Linked DNA regions of Danio rerio: region 2 is linked to region 1. Evidence: chromatin contacts called from public HiChIP or PLAC-seq data. All regions are on one chromosome and are shown on one strand. The core of a region is the stretch at or near the end of the contact, and the rest is flanking DNA. Distances in the headings are between cores, read along the strand shown.

Evidence for each region. HiChIP or PLAC-seq counts read pairs in DNA pulled down with a chosen protein or histone mark.
Region 2: an H3K4me3 HiChIP or PLAC-seq map of gastrula embryo shows a contact between it and region 1, with 4 times the contacts expected there. The contact joins the promoter of psmd6 here to the promoter of LOC137496751 in region 1. A contact is called at or near these places in 2 of 4 datasets of contacts at active chromatin or transcription factors (embryo and gastrula embryo).

The regions. Positions count from the first base shown.
Region 1 is chr11:21,357,350-21,361,917 of GRCz12tu, reverse strand. It overlaps LOC137496751, which reads left to right and starts at 2,226. Exons shown (of 8, transcript XM_073916658.1): 1 at 2,226-3,747. The coding sequence starts at 3,501. LOC141376593 (a long non-coding RNA gene) reads right to left here. Exons shown (of 4, transcript XR_012387139.1): 4 at 4,406-4,568.
Region 2 is chr11:21,591,847-21,596,414 of GRCz12tu, reverse strand. It overlaps psmd6 (proteasome 26S subunit, non-ATPase 6), which reads right to left and starts at 1,963. Exons shown (of 8, transcript NM_200291.1): 1 at 1,731-1,963; 2 at 258-463. The coding sequence starts at 1,866. It overlaps slc2a9l1 (solute carrier family 2 member 9, like 1), which reads left to right and starts at 2,890. Exons shown (of 12, transcript NM_001166117.1): 1 at 2,890-2,921; 2 at 3,278-3,373. The coding sequence starts at 2,898.

The DNA.
Region 1 (4,568 bases), core at 977-3,476:
TGTGTATTGTATCCAAGCATTTGAAAAAAAGAGTTAAGAGTTTTGCAAAAATGTGCAGTTTGGCAATGGTTGTGAATTTTGTGTCTAGAGTTTTGAAAATTGACACCAGAGTTCTGAAATTCGTGGCAAAACGATTGTAAAAAACTGTAATAGACGTCTAATAGACATCAAAACGGATACAGCTTGGATAAAACAAGGCTAAACTTGAAATGGCAGTAAAAATCTAATGGACATCTAAGATTAGCCCAAAACTAGACTAGTCGTCAAATAAACAGACTTTATATGTGTAGTCTAGTCATTAATTTCTGTTTATTTGATGTCTAGTTTTGGCCTATTCTTAGATGTCTATTAGATTTTCACTGACAGCCCAAATTTTGCCTTGTTGTAGCCAAGACAGCTATGTTTAGACATCTATTAGACATGTTTTAAAAACAAAAAATGCTTGATATGTACAATTAACTATATAAGATTAAAAGCAAAATAAAGTTACGCGTTAAAACAATGTGTTAAAATAAAATATATATTAAAAAAAAAAACTGTATGCTACATGATGACTTTCAGATTTCAGCAAGTAAGTTTGTTTATTTAAAGCCAGTACTTTGTGTCTGAATGACCTGAGACTTGATGTAGTTCCCTTGAGAAATTAAAGTACTGTACTCGCTGCAACTTTGATATCTTAAACTAATACTTGAAGTGATCCCTAAAAGTAACAAACAACATAAAACATTTTACTTCTTTGCAATACAGGTCGGCAGTAGAATCAGTTTTAAAGTTGAACTTCAATAGAAATAGTAGGCTAAGAGTTTTTAATAGTAATACTGACAGCGTTATTAAAGTAATTTGAACATTAATAAATTGGGAATAGGGAGGTTGGGATTAGATTTTCTGTATTACAGAATATATTCACTTATTTTGTAATTTTTCAGGAAGATTTTTTCATAGCAATATTACACTTGTTAAACTGACAAAAATATTATTGCTATATTGTCATGATATTAGGCCTTTTCTGTAACAGATGAAACTATGTGACAAACTCTTTCAAAACTGTAGCATAATAATAGATCTAGAACAACAGAAATTAAAACACTGGCTGGTATATGTTACAGGCCAGGGGTTCTTAATGTCTACATTCAATTAATTTTTTATATTTTTTTTATATGTTCAGAACAATTGACATTACATAACTTGTTTTTAATAAACATCCATAACATGCACCACAATTCAATACTATTTATTTAAGCCAAGTGGCATTTGCATTCAAAACACATTAAATGCAATATAAATGTGGCAAAACCACTAATATAAGTGTTTTGTACATTTTTAGTAAGACAAATGGTATCAGTATACAGCCATGATAATGCAAGCAGAGATTGCATGTCTCAGAGGTTTTAGATTAATTTGGATATTGATTATTCCTGTGATTTTTGTTGCATGGAAAAGGAATCTAATGTTAATGTGTTTTGTGATTGTATATACACAAGGATTTCCAGGGTGGATGTGGAAAATGTTCTTAGAAGGAAAACAAATATGTGCATTTATTGTGTCAATACATGTAAAAAATAGCTTTCTAGTACAACTTTATATTATTATGGGAAAGTTTCATTTACATAAAAAACGGACTGGATCAAAGCCAAATTTAGTTCACTTCCTTCAAGAGACTAAGGACTTCTGCACGTTTGGAGAACATTGTTAATAAAAAAGCAAAGAAGACTTGTAATGTTCTTAAGGAATATAAAATTTTTAATTACTGAATATTTTTATGTACACTCGGGCATATATTTTTGTATAATACTGCATAATTTTGTTTTCGTTGTTAATTAAAAAAAAATAAAATAAAAAAGATGCAATGTCAGACACAATGCCTCTCCAAAAAAGTGAAAAATACAAAAAGTGTGTAATAAAAACCTAAGGTGTAGTAGTTTTGCTGTCCTTATATCTTTAACTATTTCGTGGATAACGTAATGTCGTCCAAAATAACCGTGTTTAGTTTCATAGTGGAGTTTCACATTTCCACTGTTTACAACTCCAATTGTCCAATTACAAATCAAGCAGAATGGCATTGTGCTGACTTGTGGCAAAATAAACGCATTAACTGTACATTCAACTTTGAACTGACGATTCTCCTCATCAAGTTTTTTATTCCATGAGACATTCCATTCATTCTTGATCCTTTCAAATGAGGTGTGTTAAAGCCCATTGGTTTAAGCAGGCGAGCGCACCCGCTCGATCACGTAACGCCTTGTATGATCACTAGAAGTCATGCTGGAAAACTTAAAATATTTTGCCTTTGATATTATTATTAAACAAAATACAAACAACTAAACTGTTAATTTGCAAGGTTTCTGCATTTATCAATGAAGGAACTAAATTTGAATAAGCATGATCTTGCTATGCTAAAAATTCAGCAATGCTGGTCAATTTCATAAATATTCATTAATGTTTCATAAACTACTTGGAGCACCTGTCATTTGTCGTTCATAAACCTAAACTTATTGATTAAAATTGTCAAAGCAAAAAATAAAATGATAAAAAATAAAACAATGTACATAAAAGTTTTGCATTAATTTAAAACTATACATTAATTGAAATCAACACAGCATTTTTTTATGAACTCCGCCCTCACTAATTTTCAAACCGGATGCGCAATGGCGTATTAGTATTATTCATCCTCAAATTATAGATATGATTATACATAGCACACACATACTATTTCATATTCTATTTGCTCTTATTAATTATTTTCCTAGATATAATGTATTATTTTATTCTACATTATTGAATTTTTTTTATTGAAATAATGTGTGATTCGTTACTTTTTATAAACTGTTTTTTTTTTGTTAACTGTTATGAAACTGTAAATAATAATAATAATAATAATATAAAAAAAGAATACAATTCCAGAACTACTTTTGATAAAAGAGATACATTTATTAATAATACTCTTATACCTTTACATATACATTACAAGTTTGAGCGTTACTTATAGGTAACTGTAGTTTTTTCACACCATAAACTTATAATCCGTTGATAAATTTAAACGTTATTGTTTTTTACATCCGAGAAAACGGCAGCTCCTCCATTCACTTGCGTCTGTTTATAGCGCACGGATGGCAGCCGCCTTTAAGTATCGGAGCAACTGACCGAAGCGTACCATGAAGCGTCTAGCTATCTTTTATTTAATATCTGATTTTTAGGCAGACCATGACGGGGACTGTTATCTATTTATTTCAGACCATTAATTGAAAATACATACAAATAAAAATGAGCCAAAAACAATCCTAGTTATGTAATATAAGTAATATTTAAAAAAAAAACATGCGGTGCTGAGAGCTGTTCGAAACATTCCATAAGTGACGTCACTCTGTACAACCACATAAGCGCACGTTCTAAATTCCATTTACAATTCAGAGATTATCCAAGCTACAGTCAGATCATTATTTAAACGCGTTAACAGAGTTTGACCAAATCTTCTGATTTACGATTATCTGTTGACTTACTTTATGAGAAAACACATGAGTGAACTCGAAGACTTTATGAGTGAAACGACACAGCCTGTGGCTGTCCACGCAATGGCAGCAACAGCACCTGTGTGTGGTGAAGGAGAGAAAGGAGAAGCGGCCGCAATGCTGGAAAACATCGACTTCTGTAGAAACTTCTGTCCCTGGCTGGACGAGCAATGGACTGCGGCTTCAGATGCCAGTACAGCACTTGCAGAGCCCTCTGCTGTTTATGTGGAGAAAACAACCGGTGAGACTGTCAGCAAACACTCTAGCTGTCTAAGGTTTAAAACGATAAAAACAGAGGAAAGAAAGGCTATTGGGGAGTTAAAATAAACGTATAAATGACAGAAAAGACGTTACATATAAAACAAACCTGATAAATAATCAATAATGGGGGTTTAACTAGCTTTGGGATCAATGGGATGAGAAAAATTTGTGAGGTAAGGTGACCTGAATTAAGACTTTGGCCTACTCCAATGATGCACACCCACTCACTCATGCACTGTCCCCAGGGCCGTAGCAGACATTTTAAAAGTGTGTGACAGCTGAATAAGATCTAAAAGTTTACGTTCATATAATTATTAACCAGCTGTTTCTAAATGGTCTGTCTCTAAAAGTGAGGGGGACATAACCCCCCTGGTTGCTAAGCCCCGACTGTCCCCTTTTAATCCCTGATTCATCAGCCTTTCTGGTCTCAATCCAGTACCTGGAAACACCCATACACTCTCATATTCTCTCTAACACACACACAACACAATTTTAAAACACATAATGCATCCTATTAAAACTGGAAAAAGATATTCTCATGACTTTTTCCTGCATAGATAACTGCGAGGTGGCCACCTCTACCAAATTGTACCAACTCCACTTGTGACAAAAATCAGGCAGGCAGACAGACCACAAATGATGCTCAAGCATGTATTTATTTACATTTTTTTTTACAATAATTTTGCCACAAATTTCAGAACCTTGATGTAAATTTTGAAAACTGTAGAGACAAAAGTCTAAACAGTAACTAATTTAACAGACTTTCCGGTGGTCAAAACTCTGCATGAGTTTGTACATTTC
Region 2 (4,568 bases), core at 714-3,213, 230 kb before region 1:
AAAAACGAGCATTTAAAAAATAATTATTTCATGATATTAACACAATCTTTGATCAGTAGTGTATTCATAGTTTAGGTCAAAAAAGCATTCTATTTATCAAAAAAGTCCAAATTGTAAGCCAACAAGCTTATTCATTCAATGAAACGCACATGATGCTTAAAAGATTTTTAAACCAAACATTTGACTTATTTTAACAAACTTTGTTTCCTCAGGAACCATTCAATCAACTTCAGTTTAATCCATCATTTACAGTGTACCTTGTCACCGATGCGTATGAGATATTCAGCTTTGGCCATCATGGCGTCTCTGATCTCACTCTCTCCAAGGTTCTTCTCTGCATCCTCCAAAACATCATCCAGGCGCTTCAGTTCATCCTCATTTGCCTTCTTCATCTTACTCAACAGATCAGAGTCCGCCTGCCACTTCAGCTCCTTACACAGGGTTTCATAGTACGGGGCCATATCTACAACACAGCATTATCAGATACACACTTTACATATATAATTCACGCAATACAAATACACAAATAGGCACGGAAATATATTTGAAATTGCAGCCACAAACCTCAAAATATGATTATCTTCATCTAAGGGACCCCCACCCTGATATTTTGATAAAATATTTTCATTTAAAATTTACATTGAACAAATATCAGTCATATTATTTCTAAATTATTTAATGTCAGTTTAGTTTGTTTAGCAAGTGTATTAAGTTATTTATTTTTAATTTAATATCTACCTAAAACAAACAAATAAAAAAGCTTGATAACAGAAAAATAAACTGGCTAAAATAAATGATTAAAAACTTAATACAAAATAAAACATTAAAACAAATTATACAAGTTACATTAAAATGTACAATTAAACTGATGTTTGATTGATTAAAAATCAATAAGAGAAAATCAATAAGATTAAAGCAAATAACAAAACTGGATCAAAAAAATGTCCAAAAAATAACATTATAAAACAAACAAAAGCAAACTAAATATTTATCAAATAATATTTTGGACAAATTGCTAATATTAATTCGTCAAAGTAAAAACTAGGTCTTTCAACAGGACACAAGATGCATTTAACATTTTAATGGGGTCGCTTTGATGAAAAGTATCATATTAAAGGCTCTCTGAATAAAATAAAAACACCTGTTTGTAAAGTAGTTACGTGTATAACGCGCTTAACTCCAGATTGCGGCAAACTGTCACGCTTTATAAAGATGTAACGTTAAAATTGATGCAAGTTAAAGTAAAACTATTTATTAGCAGGTTAACATGATAGCATCTTAATCATAATGTTTGACTACATCATACAATTTTGGGGTGTTGTGAAGTGACGTTAACACTCGGTAAATATATAAATATAACGTTCCCAATCAAGCTAATTCAATTTCCTTTTTGTGGCAAACGCTTGACAAATACAGAACATTATGTAGAAAACTGAAAAATATATGTATAAAGTGTAAAAACAGGACGCGGTTGACTAATGCAGCAATAAACATAAATAACGATTTAAAAGCGTCAAAAAAGAAAAAAAACTCGTTAAAATGTGTCAAATCTATTAGCAGCCATTGACCTAACATGCTAACGTTACTTTGCTCAGCCTGCCGGCTAAATACACATCAAACGGCGTGAAAATGACAGCGCTCGTGCATAAACAGCTGAATACAAAGTAGCAGCCCAGAAACCCTGTTAATAAGTATTTATAAAGAAAAATAATGTTATAAGGAGAACTCACTGTTGAGTTTGATGGCGTCCATTAGCTCGCTTTTAACCTGAGCATCTTGTCTGTGAGTGAGCAGAAACTTCAGCTGAGCGATCCTCAGATTGGGGTTTTTAGGTAAACCCTCTTCCTCCAAGTTCTCCAAAGGCATTTCTGCAGAGTTTAGTGAAATCTAAAGAGGGACGGGAATCTGTTATGGTTGGGAGTGATGATGGTAAACTAGAGGCAACGATGACTATGGGGAATCTAAACAAAAAAATGTGTCAATTCATTTCCGCCTGAGAGACAAAACGACGCAGAGAAAAGAGAGTCGAGCAATGTTGAACTACGCAGCAAAAATAACAACGCCGCCCTCGTCTGGTTATGTGTCATATCGCAACTACTCATTTAAAGGGATAGTTCACTCCTTGAGTTGTTTTTTTGATTGAGCACAAAATAACACATTTTGAAGAATGTTGAAAAACAAGACAAAAAAAAAACCATACCATTAAAGTCAATGGTTCATATCTGTAAACCCTCCCTTTTTCCCAGGATTCTCCCGTATTTTACAATTCTATTCCGCTATCATCCTGTAAAGATTTTTTATCGTAATTTCTCCAGTATTTTCAATTTTTTCTATGAAGGACGGCAATAAACAATAAAGAGCCGATCCTCCCTATACGCAAACCATAGCGCAGAACTGCGAGGGGATGGAAACCCTTGGTGGGTTTTCTTTTAAACACAACACATTTATTCTTAAATGAGCATAAAAAGTTAGGAAAGCAATTGAATGCTTTCATTATAATGTTAGATGTATGCATTTTTAAACTGACAACTCTGTTATTAAATGTAATCAAACGAAAAAAACTAAGGGGGGGGGGGGGGGGGTAGGGTTGTCACTCGTATTTTTACATCCCAATATTGACAGCCAGGTATGCAATGGTTACAGGTCTCACATTCTTCAAATTATATATATATATATATATTTCTGTTTAACAAAGGAAAGAAACTCAAACAGGTTTGGAAGAAGTGGAGGATGAGTATACAATATTTTATGTCAGAAAATGTAGATGAGACAAAAAGTGACAAGTCATTCAGGAGTCAAAAATTAATCCAAATCCTCCCCAGAATGCCTAACAGACATGACAGTGTATAAACTGGAGAAAAGCAGAGGAGCTTCATGACACAACCAAGAGGATAAACATGACGAGACTCCTGAAGCAGCTGGTAAGAATTTATTTGACTTCAGAATTCTTTTGCCAGACTTTTAAAACTTGATGAAATCAGAAATATTATAGATGGATCAGAATTATTGTCTCAATTTAAAAACAAAACAATCATAAATGCTAAACGAAGTGAAAAAATGATACATTTAATAACACATTTATTAATACATTTTTGTGAACTATATAATTTCTTATTTCTTTCAACAAAGCACAGAACTCTTAACTAAAGTGTACTCATTTACTCAGTGTGCCTCTGCATCAGAGAGAGAGAAAGAAAATCCCTCTGTTCTAGCTCTGGAGATAAAGTGAAATGTCTAAAGTGTTGTTGAGTACATTATTAATGAGGATTTTTTTTAGGCTGGTGGGAAAGCAGTGGTCTTAATCATTGTTTTGGGGTTCGGTGGATCATTTCAGAATGGATTTCATCTGACATCCATCAGCTCTCCTACTCCGGTACGCACCTGCGTTTCTGCTCAATCTATCCCAATTATTATGCTAAGAAATCAGGTTTCACTTTATTTTACTGGATCCTTGTGAGATAGATCTAATTACATAATAATAATTAACATGCCTTATGCTCTGGTTTCCCCCACAGTCCAAAGACATGTGGTACAGGTGAACTGAATAAGCTAAATTGGTCGCAGCGTATGTGTGTGAATGAGTGTATGGGTGTTTTCCAGTGTTGGGTTGCAGCTAAAAACATATGCTAGATAAGATGGTGGTTCATTCAACTTATGATTAATAAAAGGACTAAGCCGAAAAGAAAATGAATGAATGAATAATTAACATGTGCTTGCTGGCTGGGTTAGTTGCATAATCAGGCACGTTCACAAGCAAACGTCCTGCCATGCAATGACTTTACAGTTTATTAAAGTGACGTTTTAGTAGTTTGTTGCAATACATTAGAAAATAATAAAAATACATATTGAAATAAATCTGAAAAATCACCAAAAAATTACTTTGAAAGACTTAAAAATGCCCATATAAGTCACTTTGTTAAACAATTCAACATCAAAAGAAGCATTACAATGTAATTAAAGCTTAAATAAGGCAAAAACGGCCACGAATCACGCAATGTAATAGTTATTAGAATTGAACTGATTTGATTTGATTTTGATTTGACAGAAAAAGAGTCACCTGCAAGAGACTTTTATTCTACTTACAATCAAATATGTGTATATAGCTATATTTTAGTTGAATATTCAATAGCAACACAAACAAACCAAACAATTTCACTCAGCATTTCACCAAAAAGTTAATTAAAATTTACGTTTAAATGTACTCCAATAACAATACCCCACCCCCACGTAGATCAAACTACAATATTAAAAATAACAATGTACATACAAATTCTTCATTACCAAAAAGACTGAACAAATCTTGATATTCAAAATGTTACCGTGTAAAAGATCACTATTTATCAGAGTGAGAGACCAGTTTACAAACAATAACCTCAAAACTGTTTTGCCAGACTAAAATGCTGACTTTCAGATAAAATAATGATTAAAAACAGTGTATGCATTCATTGTAAAACTATTTTAAATATTTATTTTTATGATCAAGTTGGAAAATATTAAGGGTGGGAGGAGAGGTCATCTTACAAGGATTGAGGGCTCTGTAAAATAAAGCCTGACCAGAACACAGAATT